Regions from separate parts of the Triticum aestivum genome. Here region 2 is linked to region 1. The links are chromatin contacts, called in public Hi-C maps. All regions are on one chromosome and are shown on one strand. Each heading gives the region's core, a stretch centred on a gene start, on an enhancer-like site or on the middle of the called end of the contact. The rest is flanking DNA. Distances are from core to core; before and after follow the strand shown.

Region 1 (4,223 bases), core at 863-3,362:
GTCAAACCAATTTGTTAAGTAATATTGTTTATTTAAAATAGTTGATGGTCATCCCTACTAAATTTGTTTATTTATAATTGACAACTTATTTCTTTTCTCGAAGAAATACTCGGAACGATGTAGACAAGACGTATTATAGTTAGGGCTCCGAGCTAACCTGTGAGGAGAAAGGATCTCTTATCTCATTTATAAATGATGTTGAGACTTCTACGTTATCAAAACAGCCAAAATTATAGTGGATACGTGCCACTAGTCCACGAGTTGCATGATGGTAATTTCATTGCAAAAAATGGTATTTTCTATCCAAATTTTGATGAATATTGGCCGCTTTGCATGAATTTCGTCCAGTTAGTTCAAATGCGGATTGAAATGTATGTGGCTACGGTTGAATGGCGTCCTCCCGCATCCGTGACCACGGACTGGCGATTCTGCGCTAGTGATAGTGTCTGGATCAATCTATTTAGGAAATTCTGCGCTAGTGTCTGGAGGCACGTGATGATTGTGCTAGAGTGCATTTTTTGGCCAAAATCTTCATAATTTTGGCGATCGGACCGATTTGGCGACTCAGCTAGAGTTGCTCTTAGCCTAGCATTATGCTACAGTAGCAAAAACCGGAATGGTGCCCTCCCCCGGGAATGTATCCGGTGCACTCACCCTTGCGGTGCTACTGGTGCACCTAATGCCGTGGCACATTTTTAAATGTTTTGGAAAAACAAAGAAAATTTTGCACATCAACACAACACCAATGTATGTTATCATTCCATATCAAAATTTAAAACATTGCCCGAGATACAAAAATGAAAATTTTCACTTCAATGTGATAATGAGCAAATCTAAAGTCTGATTTATGTTATGTGCTATTCAGTGTTAAATTTACCATTTTTACTTTCCGAGCTATGTTTTAAATTTTGATTTAAATATTTTGTGATAACATATATTTGTGTGGTGTGAATGTTCTATTATCTTAGAATTGTCAATGGCATTTTAAAATATGCTACAGGAGTTCGGTGCACCGGGTTCACCACAAGGCCAGTACACCCTATATTTCCCCGCCCTCCTCCTCGCACCAATGTATACATGTACGCTTTAATTAAATGAGTGATATGGACTATCGATCTCCACACTCGTATACGTAGGTACAGAATGTACTCTCTGTACTAGCTTTCAAATGCTGCCAAAGTACGTAGCATCTGCGCGGTCCATATACACGGCACAGCATGTGGGCGATCGCACATACATACAACGGACGCATGATGGATGGACATCATCCACGGATGGATCGGACCACTTGCTTCGTATTATCTGAGGAGGCCCGATCCGATCGATCGATAGCTACATATACTGCCCAGTGGATACCCTACTTGTACGTCCACCGTCCACCTAAGATCTTTTTAGCTTCTATATATATGTACGCCAGCCGGTAAACTACAGCACGCATGATGGAGCTTGTATCATCCTACCAATACGTTATACGTACTTCCTAGCTAGTACTCCTCCATATACATATGCGCACAATTAAAGTTGTCGCAATCACGATTCTGTTATACAATTGTAGTATGACTTAAAGTTCAAACTAACTATCTGATTCTACTATTAGGGTAGTTAAGATTTTATGATTTACAATTCTATCACTGGAGCTCCGATTCCACTTAGAATCACGATTGTGACTACCTTTCACACAACGTCACAGCACATCAAGATGGTGCTATTTTACTCGTCTTTTTGCCTATTCATCATTGCGTTTGGTCTATATGTTTTATGTATGTACACGAGCAGTTGATCATCAAAACACACACACACACACACACACACACACACACACACACACACACACACAAAAGAGGCCATAGGCCCGGTGCGATCGAGTGTGTGTACGGACGTGGGTACGGAAGAATCACGAAATTTGCCACACACGAATTAAATCCCTCTTGGCTCGGCTCCCCGATTTAGCACTCGACCTCGTGACACAACCTCCACCGATACCGTCGCCGTCCAGGAGTCAACACATCTGCTCTGGAGCGAGCGTCAACATCGAACGACTACGTCTTCATCTATGCTCGTCGTACGTGAATGAAGTGAACGGTGCGTAGGCCCCCGTGGAGCGCGATATGCGACGTTAACCTTGGCTACAAGCATGCGTACCGACCGGGCGAACAAGCAAAAGTACAACTGTACAAGCACAGGCTCAGCGTGCCCGGATGGGGTCTGCACAGCAGGGCGGAGGGGCGTGCCGGAGCCGGAGAGCGCGGGTGCACGGGAACGGAAAGGCGAAGACTTTTTGGTACATGCATGCACGGAAGAAACACATGGAGAGACGGGGCCAGAAAAGAAGTGCGGATGCTGTCCGCCGCCGGGCGGAATGGCAACGGACCGTGGCGCGCCGTGCACTCCACGTTTCTTTCTTTGGATGCCGGGGGCACGGATCTGGCCACCAGATGATTTTGCCATCTCTTTTTTTTCATGAAACTCAGGCACAATGAATTAATGAAAAATAAGAAAGTTGTCCGGCCTATTATCGAAAAACCGGCAGGCACACACACAAGATACATCGCAAGCACCATCATTATCACTTCTCTCCGAACAAGCGACTCCGACTTCGCCACAAACGACCGTCGATCAAGCTTACACCACAGAGGCCGTGAGAACACACATGAAGATCCGTGATTGTTGAAAAATAATCTCAGTTATCGGTTGAAATTTTCAATGGATTTGATGGATTAGCCGCCTCCGATATGGAAAATCTATGCACCGCGAGGTGCAGATCTTTTGTGTGGTTAGTCTTTCAAAACAAAAGTTGGACGGCTCTCTGTGATCCATCGAAATTGTGTCATTTGCCCGCTTTGCAAGCGAATGCCGGAGTCGGTCTTGCACGTAGATTTGGACTTCAATCCAAACTTCGTGTAGTTTGGTCGATTTAAACATCGCTGCTTGGGGTCAACTTCGCACGTTTAAAGATTGGTAGCGGTTAGTGGCGGAGCTAGGCAGGATATTTAGGAGGGGCCAAGCACAAACAATGGATGTTTGGGGGGGGGGGCAAAGGCTATATTTTTTCAAATATAAACACCCCTTCAAAAAATTCTTCCTGTTTTTAGCTAAGGCTGGGGGCCGTGGCCCCTGCAGCTCATAACGTGGCTCCGCCGATGGTAGCTACCACTTTCCTCGCAGAGGGACGGGCGTTGCAGGGCTATCCTTTTCCTTGCCATGCTAGTGGGTTGGGAGATATGGAACAAGCAGAAGGTGAAGCTCTTAAGAACACATTGGCAGTGTCATCCATACTTGTTAGTAAGACCAAATGCGAGACACGAATTTGGCCTCGGCCGGTGCAAAGTCCTTAGAATTTATTTTGTTGAGAGAGTAGGGTTATGTATTTTCGCCTTGACCTTGTTCTTAAGTAATCCATGTAGCATTCTTTTTTTATTACTGCAATGATGCAAAAGTTTTGTCTCTGTTTCCTAAAAAGAACTACATTTTGTCTAATAATAAGAGTTGAAACTATATAGTGATGCAGTAGCTACCATCGACTTAGGTGTCTAGGGTTTGAATATTCCCTTCTTGTTCCTAAGTTTCTACAACTTGTTGGTATCAAAGTGGAATCACTTGTAACACATGCGATGACTTGGACCATAATATAGATCGATGTTGTCTGCATACTTAATACATTTCAAACATATATATTTACTTCAATGTTTAATTGTGGATTATCCTATTATTTAGGATAATGAGGATGAACCTACTAATATACCCTAGAAGATTTCAAAGGATATTTCACGGGGATTATAAAAGAGAATCCTTTCATGGCTTCATGCTACCCCCTCCCATGTCATGATAAATCTTAGAGCATCCATTTGAGAAAGATTTTTTTTTGGGTATTTTACAAACCTCTGTGTTTGGCGGCCAATAAAAATGGTGCATTGTAGACATCAATAACACAAAGACAACAGCCTTAGTAAAAACCAACGCCGACTTCTCCCCACCCCAAAAAAAACTTGCCCAAATAAGACTACCCCATCAAAATTATCCACACGTTTCTTGATTATCGCGAAACAATTTACCTGCATAACTGTGTACTTCATATGAATATCTCTCGAAATGTGTGAGTTTACCCCCAAGAAGAAAGGCTAGACATTGAGCGGACTTTTGCCATATTCGGTCCAACCCATTCTCCAACCAAGCATACATCCTTCTATTCCATATAATTATGTACAATCAAACACAAGGTTAGA
Region 2 (3,856 bases), core at 452-2,951, 190 kb after region 1:
TTCTCCTCCGGCTCCGTCGAGTCCGGAGGCAGGCCGGCTGCGGTCGGAGCGACACGTCTCGTTCGGATCTCCTCCAGCATCTGGAAGCGCTGCTCCGACATTAGCATACCGTACATGGTCTTCTTCTGTCGGGCCATGGCGGAGGCGGACAACTAGGAAATAGTGAGGCGGAGATGGAGAGAAGTGGAAGGGCTCGAGCTGGCGGCGTGGAAAGGGAGAAAGCAGATGCGGCTAGGGCTATGGACCCCGTCCGGGTTAAATAGCCGGACTTTGGCCCTCAGACGGCGAGCCAGAGCGGCGCCACACGGCGTTCGTATCCTTGCCGACGGAGACGTCCGTCAGACCGTTAGGTTTCTGGGTGATTTTCTGCGGGACCCTATCATCTGTCCGATGTGACGGACGCGTTCGGACCGTCTCATATAAGCCCCAGATTTGAACTGAATATAAGGGGTGCCCTAACGCCTGCCCGATTTTTAGTTGTGCTGGTCGGGCCGGTGAAATCCCCCCTCCTGTTGTCCTGGCCCATGCGGACCGTACGTGCCGCCAAGGATCTCCTCCCGTTCGTCACGTCCTCTCACCTCGTCGTGCGACCCCACACCACAGCCCGCACATAGCGCCTGCGGCTAAAACACAAAGAGAATCAAGAGGGGACGCCTTTCCCTCTGCAATCTGCATGTACTCCGTACGGCCGCGGGATGAACGCGAGGGCTAAAACCAATTAGCCCACGGGGACGGGGCCTTCGTTCCAACTAGATGGGTGCACGGGAGAAAAGGCTTAGCCTCATCTTTTTCACCCGACGCCGGGAGAATGCGGTACCACTCCACTGAGTGCCAGCCTGAGCTTGCCTAACCCGATCCATCCATGGCGGTTTTCGTATTCATTCTCGCGCCAAAACGCGATCGTCATCCATTCATCAGTAGATTGGGCCCTGGCCGGTCCAGGCAAACGGCCGCTCCCTCCACTACGGCCCAAGCGCTGGATGCCAGATTTCTCTGTTTTAAGCCACATGCATGGCTCCCTCCTATCCCTACCCCTCTCCCTGGGTCTGTGTCTATCTACCACACGTTCAGAAATCTGGCTACACGGTACAACGATATATACGTACTCCCTCTGTTTCCAATTACTCGTCGCTGAAATGGATGTATCTAGAACTAAAATACATCTAGATACATCCATACGTGCGACAAGTAATTCGGAGCGGAGGGAGTAGATCTTAGGGACTGCCGGCAACTTCACTGGCTGTCAGCGGATCGAGTACCATCTCCTTGTTTCTCGAGATTTCAGTCCAATTTTGATTTTATGGGCGACTTGGTTCTGAAGCGGCGTGATTTTCATCCCCAGGAAATGTTCTGGACGATCCACAAGCCCATGATAATTGTGCTACCGCGGTAGCAAATGCTGCTCGCGTGCTTTCATTGAAGATATGCAGTGCGATCGGTACGTAGAGCTCTCAAGTTCCGTGGTAGTAATAACAGGTTAAACTGGCTCGCTCGCTCGTTATTGTCAACAGTGTACTATAGCAGATAAAACTACTTCTATGCATGTCAAACAGAACGGGCACATCACATTCATCTAGGTTTTTTGTTTTTTTTTTTTTAATTATCACCACTTCTATCCAGTAGCCGAATGGACTGTGCAGCACCACTGGCGGATCCTCTTGGGGACCATACTGGACCATGGCCCGGTCTATCAAAAGTGCAAAAAATAATCCATTTGATCCATTCCATCCAAATTGTTTATCTGGGCCAGATAGCAGCTGTCATCAACTCTCTCCTTGCTACTTTGTTTGCAGGCAATGCACTAGCAAGCTAGGCCCAACTACCAATAAAGTCTGAAAGACCGTGTATTTATTTGTGCTTGATTATCTTTGCTTCGCATTTTAAACGTCGCCCCTCGCCCCCTCCTATATATTGTGTCACGCTCCAGCACCATTCGTCTGCTTGTCAGTCATTGACATGCTTGCTGACGTTCAGGCTACGGTTTTCCATTCCCTTTGTTAACTGATGAAAAGATTATAACGAATCCAATCCAAATTCAGAACCCATCAACAACACCTTTTATAATTCAAATAAGAAAATAAGATCACATACCTTCAGATTTGGAACTTAAAATGTTTCTTTTTCTCTGGCACAACACACACGTTAGCTAAAGTAAGCTAAAGTGTCGTGATCCAAAAGAAGATACTGTGAAGAATTACGTGCAATACACTGCCAAGAGGCGAAGAAATAACAGCTCCCATTTTCACAAATGTTTTTTCACACATCACAGTAACAACAAAATTCACCCATGTCACATACTCAGCTAGCAGAAGGGCAGAAAAAGAAAGTACTCAGCTAGCAGGAGGGCAGAAAAAAAAAGTACTCAGCTAGCAGAAAGGCAGGATTTGGAATCCATTTTCAATCTACAAGTTCCACATGTTACATTTATATACAAATCCGAAAGGTCCTTTCAACGTGACGGAAAATAACTGTACAGCCTAGAACCGTATATATACAAAGAAAGAGCACGTGGACCAATGTGTTCTGCAAATATAACAACATAATTTCAGGGCAGCGAAAGTTCTTCAGTGCATTTGACACCTCCTGGGCAAAAAGGTTGGAGGGAAGGACTAATGCTCCGACTTCCATGCAAAATAATCTCATCATTCTCGCGAAATGACGATTCCCATGAGAAAAGTTAGTTCTTGATGGACCTCTGCTGTTGCCCGCTCAACTGAGCACTGCACAGATGACTCCGGATACGCTGCTGGTTGAATGGTGAAAGCGAGAAGAGTGGATTCAGTGGCAACGCGGTTGCTTCCTGCAATATAAATGTGAGTAGGATGATTGCTTTTGAGTATAGCGCCATTGATTTGTTTTGGCATCCCAAAAGTTCCTTTGTCTGCAAAATAATGTAGGTAAAGTCAAAAGAAAGCATCAACTATAATCAATACGTGAATAATTAACAACAGATCAAGAGTTTATTGGTAAAGTAGGTAAAGTCAAAAGAATTGGAGGGAAGGACTAATGCTCCGACTTCCATATACTAAAGCAGTGTTTCAGCAAATCATATCCAAGTACACTCCATGAAATACTCTTCAACACACCATTATTTAGTGGCGACCATGTGTTTCAGTGAGTGACCACAATATCATGTCCTAGAGGCAAGTGTTTCAGTAAATGGCATCCAAGAACTGTGTGAAGGAGAGCCTATTCCACATTTCATAAAACTATATAGTAGGGTTTTCTCAGAAAAAAAAGGTAGATAGCCCGGACTGCCACGCATGATCACTTCTGCTTGTATCATTGTTCATACATAAATCTTTCCTTGCTTTCTTTTTTAAATACAAAAATACTCCGTTCTCGACCTTGTTTTGTACAGTAGTTTTCTACTAATAGGCTTATAACAAGAGAACCAACTGCCTGGACAACCAGTGATTAATCCTGAGCATCGGTGTATTACTTCATTTGAACAATTTCCTGGTGAACATTAACTGAATTATGCATGTGAATGTGAATGAAATCAGGTGTAACATCCATGCCATGCATAAAGAAATCAAATCTAAATCAGCCATCTACAGGACTTAGATAGTGATACTTACAGCACCAGTTTTCCCATATACTAAAGCAGTTTGGAATATGATCTCCATTGCGTCTGGCATCTCAGTGTTATCTAGAAACAGAAAAAGGTTACGATAAGAGCGAAATAGTATACTTGTACAAGAAGATGAGTGGATGGATGTTCTAACCATTGTTCTCCCGCAACCTATGTGATATCTTCTCAGCACGGTCATATGCCTTGATGAACCCACTTTCAACCCAGTAACGAACAGAAGCCGGCCTAGTGAAATCCAATCCTTGCGCTACATTCGGGGAT

What was found. A called contact is a pair of places that touch in the nucleus more often than the background predicts.
Region 2: a Hi-C map of leaf shows a contact between it and region 1, with 2.5 times the contacts expected there. The contact joins two enhancer-like sites. A contact is called at or near these places in 2 of 5 Hi-C or Micro-C datasets (both in leaf).

The regions. Positions count from the first base shown.
Region 1 is chr4B:639,935,644-639,939,866 of IWGSC CS RefSeq v2.1, forward strand. No RefSeq gene overlaps it. Among protein-coding and RNA genes, the nearest start is that of LOC123089524, 6.2 kb to the right of the region's middle. Within about 2 kb of position 2,113, at least 4 of the 8 cell types and tissues checked have an H3K27ac peak or open chromatin away from gene starts, as enhancers often do. A contact at or near this core is called in leaf, where this site is marked.
Region 2 is chr4B:640,129,585-640,133,440 of IWGSC CS RefSeq v2.1, forward strand. LOC123093772 (serine/threonine-protein kinase ATG1a) reads right to left here. Exons shown (of 13, transcript XM_044515825.1): 11 at 3,729-3,856; 12 at 3,582-3,652; 13 at 2,368-2,881. The coding sequence ends at 2,678. Among protein-coding and RNA genes, the nearest start is that of LOC123093772, 5.9 kb to the right of the region's middle. Within about 2 kb of position 1,702, at least 7 of the 8 cell types and tissues checked have an H3K27ac peak or open chromatin away from gene starts, as enhancers often do. A contact at or near this core is called in leaf, where this site is marked.